2 separate regions of the Anser cygnoides genome follow, and region 2 is linked to region 1. Evidence: chromatin contacts called from public Hi-C data. All regions are on one chromosome and are shown on one strand. The core of a region is the stretch at or near the end of the contact, and the rest is flanking DNA. Distances in the headings are between cores, read along the strand shown.

The links. Hi-C and Micro-C count contacts between places; a contact is called where the count stands out from the background.
Region 2: a contact with region 1 is called in a Hi-C map of liver, with 3 times the contacts expected there. The contact joins the promoter of ZFAND3 here to the promoter of GLO1 in region 1. A contact is called at or near these places in 2 of 7 Hi-C or Micro-C datasets (both in liver).

Annotation. Positions count from the first base shown.
Region 1 is chr3:33,003,528-33,007,958 of Taihu_goose_T2T_genome, reverse strand. It overlaps GLO1 (glyoxalase I), which reads right to left and starts at 2,555. Exons shown (of 7, transcript XM_048080077.2): 1 at 2,397-2,555; 2 at 1,563-1,645; 3 at 1-64. The coding sequence starts at 2,477. It overlaps DNAH8 (dynein axonemal heavy chain 8), which reads left to right and starts at 2,608. Exons shown (of 93, transcript XM_013171043.3): 1 at 2,608-3,668; 2 at 4,074-4,163.
Region 2 is chr3:33,316,604-33,321,034 of Taihu_goose_T2T_genome, reverse strand. ZFAND3 (zinc finger AN1-type containing 3) reads left to right here and starts at 2,542. Exons shown (of 7, transcript XM_066993835.1): 1 at 2,542-2,694. The coding sequence starts at 2,624. It overlaps LOC136790371 (a long non-coding RNA gene), which reads right to left and starts at 3,512. Exons shown (of 4, transcript XR_010830201.1): 1 at 3,447-3,512.

The DNA.
Region 1 (4,431 bases), core at 1,306-3,805:
ATCTTCGTACCCCAGGAAAAACAGTGAGAACTTCATAGTAGGAAAGTCAAATTTTTGAAGCAGTCTAAGTGAAAAAAAAAATTTTGAAATAGCAACTAAAAAAAGATAATCGGGTAGCCTGCAAATAAATCAATATTCTTCCCCCATGGGAGAATTACTGCCATGATTTTTGCCTGACTGCAGTCCACATCTTAAAATAGCTATGTTTTGAACTATCAAGTAGAAACATTCCAGAACACATCATAAACTTACAAAGACTAGAAGAAACAGATGCTTAAAAGCCAAGCCATCAGTAACTGGATAGCAAAGTCAATACAAAGGCTTATGTCTGAGGCCGCCACTGTTACTAGTATGTATTTCCTCAGGAAGATCCTTATGTTCATCCACTTTACAGTATCACCAAGGAATAACAACCATTTACTTTGAAATTTACTCATGCCATAGAACTTGCTGGCACCAGACCAAGTTTACAAACACAAGCAAATTAAAAAAATAAACACACAGATGAAATATTTTTACTATTTCCACAGATTGGTATAATCATAAAAGTCATTTCAGACATGATAATTTAATCAACTACAAAATACCCAAGGTCAGAAAAAGCTGCTTATAAAGTTTATCCCTTTGCTAACAGCAAGGATTCACTCGCTTTATTGTGACATATCTGATACACACACATCATTGTTCTATAGAAAATTGCACAAGATAACAGACTGCTAAGAGTGATCTCATATGATGTGTACAAAATGTTGTAAGCTTCAGAGAACTTTTGAAAAGACTCTGCTACTTTTACCTCATTCCTAGAAACGTGGCATACTTCAAATCATTTTTACATCGGAAATTTGATCAGAGCAAGCAAGCATGCAAGACACACCTAATTTATTTTTCAGCTTACCATTTAATTACTTTTTAATTTCTGTCACACACCTCTTCACTGAAGTAGAAGCATTTTATTTTACCTTAGACTGGACTGATTTCAGGATGTTTAAAAATAAACTAGAATGTTGCTTTAAAACAAACTCTTTTCATATGACAAGAATGTGCAGAGTCTTAGCACAAACACCTTAGGCTACTGCAGGGCATCTGCCTCCTCACAGCCTTCTCCAAAAGGAATTTGAACCTTGTCACCAGTTTGTGTTGTCTTGGTCTCTTATGTCCAGAGGTGGTCACCAGCCACCTCTGAGAACTAGCAGAAAGTTTTAAGATTTATAGCAACGACTCCTGATTATAAGCACTGTCATACAAGTTACCAGTTAACTGCCGGATCACCGAAGATAAAGTAAGAGAGTTGTATACTGATGATTAATAACCTACTTCAGTGAAAAAAAGAAAATTCTAGCCAACACCAATTTTAGTTCATTTGCAACTTTAATTGCAACATTAATTATGCTGTGGAAATTCTTGGTGATTGCCAGACTACTTAACTTGGCATTAGTTGATAGGCCAGCACTGTTGATGTAGTTAGACCAATTAGTATAATTACATCAAAATAACAAAAACTTGTCTTTTGAAAACAATACTATGAACAACCAAAGTTACTGTAGCATACAACTTCCACTCACGTCATTCCAAGAATTCTTGTATAAAAATCCAGCGACTTCTTAGGATCCTTTACTCTTAACATTGTCTGCTGAAACAAAAAGTCCTGTGGGGGAAAAAAAGAAGAGTTTATTTTTATATATGAAACAAATATGTACTAACAAAGAAGTAAGTTAGTAATGAAACTAAAAACGGCAGGTATAGAAGTAACAAATACAGTATTATATCCAATGTAAATAAAATCTTTGCTCTTGATGCTACCGATGCACCTTTGTATTAAATAAAAATACCTTTGTAGCATAAGGAGGAAAAAAAAAAAAAGAAACTGCAGGCATCATTCCCTATGTAAATCAGAAATATCAAAAGTTTGTAGCATTCTTATTTTTATTATTTTTTTTTTTATGGAGCTGTACTATACATGCTGTGCCCTGCATGCAGGTACGTGAGCAGTTGATACTCACTGCAGTTGGTACTCACTGCATACATACACAGAACTTAATTAAAGCTAAACTGCTGAGCTCATTATTTCATTGCACAGTTGTTGAATCTCTGTCAAGCACAACGGTATTTTGGCCTACCAGTCTGTAAAGGTATTTTCTCAAGCCACAGCATAACTTTATATACCAAGGGCTACTGAACAGCTAGGTGGATGAAAAGCAAGTTAGATACTTCCGACACATATCCCATGCAGACTTAGATTCTAAGTTTAAATACTACCAGCTATTTCCCCTAATAAAACAGCCGCCAATTCTCTCCCTTCCCGGCCCCATGCCGCCCCCCACCCTCCAAAGGGGGACGCCGCCGCCGCTACCACAGCGCCGATGCGCCCCCACACACTCCCCAGCCGCCCACCCCACCTTGGTGCTGGGATCCGGCTCGGAGCAGGCGCCATAGACAGCCTCATCGCTGAGGCCGCACGGCTCTGCCGGGGCCGCCATTTTACGGAGCTGGGAGAAGGGGAGGAGAAGGGAGGATGAAGGCTGCCCGGGGGAGGCAGCGCTCCGCCCCGGAGGTGTGGCGGAGCCGCCTTCGGCTTCGTGCTACGGGGGGTGTCCACGAAGGGATGGAGAGCGGGGCTTTCCCTCGGCTTATCTATCTATCTATTTATTTATTAATAAAAAAAAAATCCCACCAATCCCGCTTTTGGGGTGGCCGGATTGGTGGCTTCTCCCGTACTAATAAACGGGTGCTTTTAAATGTAAGTCAAATTTAACCTGCAGCGTGCGGCAGGTTAATTACCCAAAATGTGGAGGCACGGGTGTTCTGCATGACTGTGAAGGAGCGCCCCTCTCTGGATCGCAGGCAGAGGGTACCATAAAAGCCCCTGGACAGGCTTACATATTTAACTCTAATAAACTGCTTTATTTTGTAAATCCTTCCAACTGATGGCACGTTAAGGTGGCTTGAAAATCTGACTTTATGCCTTTAGACTGTGAGCTTACAAATGTGTGGTTTACTCATTTCAGTACCTAGAGATGTCAGTTTCTGTCTTGACTGACAGAAGCTAAGGGAACATTTTGGATAATAGTTGCTTCCCTTTAGAGTTACACAGTGCCACTTTGGGCTAACCTGTTATTTCAGGTGTAAAAGGTAAGAATACTCTGTCTTTCAAAGCTAAGAATGAAAAACAGCTTTTTCTTGCCTGAACTGAATATTCAACATAAGCTTACACTTGTGGTAATTAAGAAGAACAAACAAACAAACAAACACACATGGCAGCACAGAAATTTTGTGTAAATCTTGTTACGCTTCTTGAGTTCAGAAAGTACACATAGTGCGCATGAAACAAATCCCTGATTTTATGATATCAAGCTGTGCAAGTTCCTTCACAGAGGCCTTTGGTGCTCCCCACGGCCCTTAGGGCAGGGGCAAGGTTCAGCTCCTGAGAGCTGAGAGGCAGCTGTGGGCCCCTGAAGGGCGGCGGTGGCTGGAACCGAACCGAGCCGAGCCTGCAGCGGTTACGGGCGCCCGGTAACGGCCCGGCCCCATAACGGCCGGCCCCACAGAAGCCGCCGCGTTGCGCAGTACCGGCACGGAGGCTGGCAACGGCAGACCGGGACGGAGGGAGCCCGCCGCGACGGGGCGGTTGTGCTGCCTTGGGGTCGCTCTCTTGGTCCCTGTGCTGTGAGGTATACTTGGAGCCAGGCTGGTGAGGTTCTGCCTGCCTCTCTCTCCTGAAGTAGAAGTGCCGGTTTAGGTACCTCAGCTTGTCGGGAGAGAGATAGAGATCAGGATCCCTGCTCCTCTACGCTTGGGAGGCGTCTTCTCCTTCCCTCCCTCACCACCTCCTCCCCACACCTTCTCAGATGTGCTCCTCTGGAGCAATGTGGGGCTTTCCTGGCATCCCACTAACGGGTGTCCCTGCTCCCAGCCCCTTGGGCTGGCTCTGTCAGCGTACTTGATTGCTGAAACTGGAAGGTTTAGAATTGCCCTTCTCAGGCTGGTCCCCAAGGTGAGGCTGCCCCAAGGACTGTGGAAACCTTGGCAGCTATGGAGCAGCATTGAGACTTTGTTTCTCTCTTCCTCTCCCTAAGTCCTACTGTCAAATTGCTGCCGCTCTAAAGGGGTCAGGAGAGAAGCTGAGAGAATCACTTTTCAATGGACGGGTGCTACTGCTAAACAAGGTAACACCATTTTCATCTTATTATTTTATAAAGAACTAGTGCATTGGTCAACATTTTTCTACAGATTTGCTGAGAAATACAGAAAAATGTATGTCATGTTGATTTATTCATTTATTTATTTATTTATTTATTTTAATAGCAAAACCTGTTATGAACCAAGCATTTGGGTTGGATCTCAGCTCTAGGATTAAGAACATAAGAAAATCAGAACTACCATACTACGTCAAACTAATGATCTTTCCCCCTTGTGTTCCCTCTCTAATAGTGG
Region 2 (4,431 bases), core at 1,293-3,792, 310 kb before region 1:
ACTTAAATAAAATAGGAAATACCACAATTATTGAAAAACAGTGTGGCAGAAGTTATTCTTTAAAAAATTCCAAAATACTGTTTTAGACATAAGACATTACAGCACCAAGCACACATGCTCTTTCTATTCTGTCCCAGAGTGTTGAAGTATACTAGAATCCCAAAGATTTTTTCCCCTTCAGATTATTCCTCCATAGGGCATCAGTATTGGGCAGAGCTAAATTGCTGTTGAGGTGTCTTCATTGTCATCGTGTTAAATATATACTTACTTCTTGTAATCCCATTATGTCTGAACTCATGTTTTTCTTGTGTTTAACTTGGAATGAATTACCAAACCACTATAGGATTTTTAAAAATCTGAATTGCTTCGCAAACCAGAACTTGGGCATTAAACCCAACATAACCTTACAAAATCAAGTTTATTTGGAATGACACAAGTGTACTGAGCAAGAAGACCACAGAGAATGCTTCTCCATGACATTTGTAACAGCTGAAAGCTGACTCTATTTTAATTGCAAATCAGGACATATGAACTAGCTATCAAATCATCTTTAAAGAAAGACAGAATGTACTGCTTAACCGAAGGGAGTTTACAGCCTCCGGTAGCACTATAGGTAGCCAGCACATAAGGGACAATTTTAATATTCAGTTGACTTACTGGTTTAAAGGGCTGAGTTAATGAAGCTGGGGCTATTTTGTTCAAGTACTCACTTCTCTCAGTGCACTCACAGTGCTGCCTCAGCAGTGAGGCTCCTCCAAGAGCTGTGCCAAGAGGAAGCTCTCACACCCCAGCGCACAGGGCGCTCACTACGCAGCCACAGACTACTTCCAGAGGGCTGGCACCAGTTAATCTGTCAATGAAAACTCTCAACACACATCCCGTCTCCATTGTACCGCTTCGATCTTACACTCAGTGATGTTTTTGCTTTCAAAGTTTCTGCTGAGGAAGAGCAAGGTCTGGCTGAGCTACAGCCCGGCTGGTTCATCAACAGGGAGTCAGTCAGCCTGAACCTCGATGGTTGTTGGATAAACCAACTGCTATTAGTGAGCTCAGTCATAAACCTCTCTTCAGAAGCAGCCTGTTTACTTGAGTTTAATTAAATTTCAACATGTAAAAAAGTTTTAAGCTTGTCTCTGTGCGTTCCATGACTAGTTTTTTCCCTCTGCCATGAATTAATTTGATACAAAATTCTTAAAGATGGTCAATATTTAAGTCAAAAGAGTTTTGGCAGAATTAATCAACTGTTCACAAAGACCTACATACTCCAGGATTTGTTAACAACGTATATTACTTTCAATGTCAAACATCCTTGGGTTTAGGTTCAAAGTCAAAACGTGAGATAACACCACCTCAAGAATGTATTACAATTCCACCTGCATAATCACCACACCGGTATTTTTCCACATGCCATTTTCCACAAAGAGGTCAAAAGAGCAATTTCTGGCAGGGGGTTGGTGTTATTTCCATGTCACACACAAAACCAAGGTACAGCAAGGCTGCGACTTGCCCCAGGCCGCTTGCTAAGCCTGCACTGTAGGTACAATGCCCATTACTCAGCTCCCAAGTCCAGACGCTGGCATTCCGCTCTCCTTTCCCTTTGCAGCCAGCTGCCCAGCCCAGCGGGGTGCCTGCCGCCCATCTCTCTGCTCGCCCTGCTTCACCCCGGCCATTTCCCCCCCTCTGTGGCCAGATCAGCAGGGCCGCGGTGCCCCCATTCCCACTGCTGAGGCCAGCCCTCAGCTTAGCTTCCCCAGACAGCCAAGAACAGAGCACAGGACAGCCGCGTGCTTTAGGAACGTGACCGTTTTTATTTCACAGAGAGGCGAACAGCAGGCGAACGCCCGCCACGGGGCGCCGAGCTGACAGCGGCCCGGCCCGAGCAGCACGGGGCAGGCCCCGAGCCCCGCTGGGCCACCAGCCCACTTCCGCGTAGCGGGCCTACCGCGCATGCGCCGCCACGGCCGGCCGCCCCCCCACTCCCCCCCTCGTTCGCCGGCTGTACCACTACGGCGTAACGTGTGGGTGGGAGTGAACGCGGGGTAGAGGAGCCAGCCGGCTCTGAGAGCCCAGGCAGCCCCTCGTGGCCTCGTTACGGAGATACTCGTTCCCTTCTCGAGTGTGCGGGCGCCTCCTAAGCTCGCTTCTCCCCTCATTCCCACCCCCGCTCAATCCCGTCTCCCCCCGGGGCAGCACATTGGTACAGGCCGCTCCCAGCTGATCCGGCGGCTCGGCGAAACCATCGCGCTCAGGCCAGGGGGAGGCGAGGTGCCGGGGCCGGGCCCGTGTCTGTGTGTGCGCGGGGAGGGGAGGGGGGCGCATTGTTGAGTCAGGGGCCGAGCGGCGCGGCGGGGCGGACGGGCGCACCTCGCCGCGGCGGCGGGGGGGGGACGTCACAGCGGGCGGGCGGCAACGCGGGCCCTGCCGCTAGGGCGCGGCCGCCCCCCCTCCCGCGGCCACCCCTCTGCCGCCTCTCCGGTGGTGGCGCCCGGCTCCAGCTGACCGGCCTGGAATCCCGGCTCACAGCCCCGCCGCCCCCCCCTCCCCCCCCCCCCACCGCCCGCCGCCGCCGCCCCGGCCCCGGCCCCGGCCCCGGCCCGGCCCCGGCCCCGCTCCCGGCCCCGCCATGGGAGACGCCGGCAGCGAGCGCAGCAAGGCGCCCAGCCTGCCGCCGCGCTGCCCCTGCGGCTTCTGGGGGTAAGCGAGGGCCCCGCGGGCCGGGAGGGGGCTGGGCTGGGCTGCGGCCGGGCGGGGCGGCGGCGGAGGGGAGGGGGGGGACCGGGAACGGGCAGGGGAAGGGGCAGGGGCCGGGGCTGAGCCCTGGGGAGGGGCTGGGAGGGGGGGGGGGGGGGCTGCGTTGTGCCCCCCTAAGTGTGGGTTTGGGGCGGGGGGGGCTGCTTGTACCCCTCAGGTGGGGGCAGGCCCGGCTGTGAACCCCCCCGGGCCGCCCCCGGGGTCCCCTCGCCGCCCCCGAGCCCCCCCGGGCCGCCCCCGTCTCCCCCCGGTTCCCCCCGCCCAGCCCCACAGGGAGCCGGGGGGGGGGGTGGCTCCAACTGCTTCCCCCCCCCCCAGGTCGAGGGGAAAGCGCTGTGTAAAATGGTGGTCCCGTCACCTCGGGGAGCCCCACGGCCTGCCTGGCTGCTGGCCGGCCTCCTGCGAGGAAGGGAGAAGTAGGGCTGCTGTTATTGAGCCAGAGCTGGGGTAAAAATACGAAGCCGGGCCCTCGCTAACCCCCTGCCCGCCCTAGGGTGCTGGATACGCTTCCATCGCCGATCACTTCTTGTATTTTAAATCAGACGTATCATGGCAGGTGGTTTGCTGCCAGACACACGCAGCCACAAAACGCCCCTAATATATATATATATATATCCCAGAAATGTTAGTCCCTAACGCTCCTGCTGACGAAATGCTCGAAGAACACACGACTAAATAGACTTCTGAGGGCTCACCTGAGCTTTCCGCTTGTCTGTGGTTGTGCCTTCCTGGGATTTATGGCGTGCAATGTAAGGTGCTCGGGGGGGGGGGGAGTGGAGGCTGGGAGGAAGGAGATGCAATAAGAGTGATTTAGCGGTGTCGCTGTACGTGGGGTGCTTCCACTGGAGAGGCAGGATTTTAAGTGAAATCCGTTTTCGTGAGTTATGAGAGAAAACATGAAGTGCAACATATGCCGTGGCCCTGCCGGGAGTGATTGTGCAAGGCATATTACAAATATACAGTAAATTGTTCTGTTAATTTCTGTTTTCTTAGGCTGCCATGTTTGGCACTGATGCTTTCTGCAGTGTAGTGGGGAGCAAGTTGCTGCTGTCTCTGAGGCAGCGCACCGACTCGTGTAACCTGATCTTGGCGTGAGAGGAGAGTCACAGAAAGTTGAAAGTGAACTTTTCCTCTGGGCTGAACTTTTGGGCTAGTTCAGAGGGTTGTGATAAAGAGACAAAAATCTGGTGCGTCGTGTTTGAGGATCTGGTTAATGGTGACAGGAGGCCCTCAAGAAAACCCATTGCCTTTAAAGCCATTACTCTTCTCTTAAAACCTACGTTTCCCTTGAACAAACAATTATCAAAATGCTATTTCTTGCTCCCTTTCTCCCAGGTGCCTTTCAATACTCATTGGCAAGCTTTGTAGCTATATTTCCACTTCAAAAAATGAATAAATTGCACCATCAGCTTCCACAGTCTGATGGCTTGTTGTACTTCTCTGTCTTGAAGAAACTTAAGTGTTGTCCTCTCCTTATTCACCTGGGCCTTGCCAGTGCTTGAAAGGATCTGCTGGTAAATCTGTATGGACATGCCCTTGTAGCAGCGTTGCACTGGCAGGAGGACTCGTGGTGTCACGGTGTTATGCCAGCATTCTGAAGGAAGTAAGTCAAGCTAGGATAAAGGGTTGTATGCCTCTGAATTCTGCTGCTCTCGGTGTCAGTTAGGGTTGTGCCAAAAA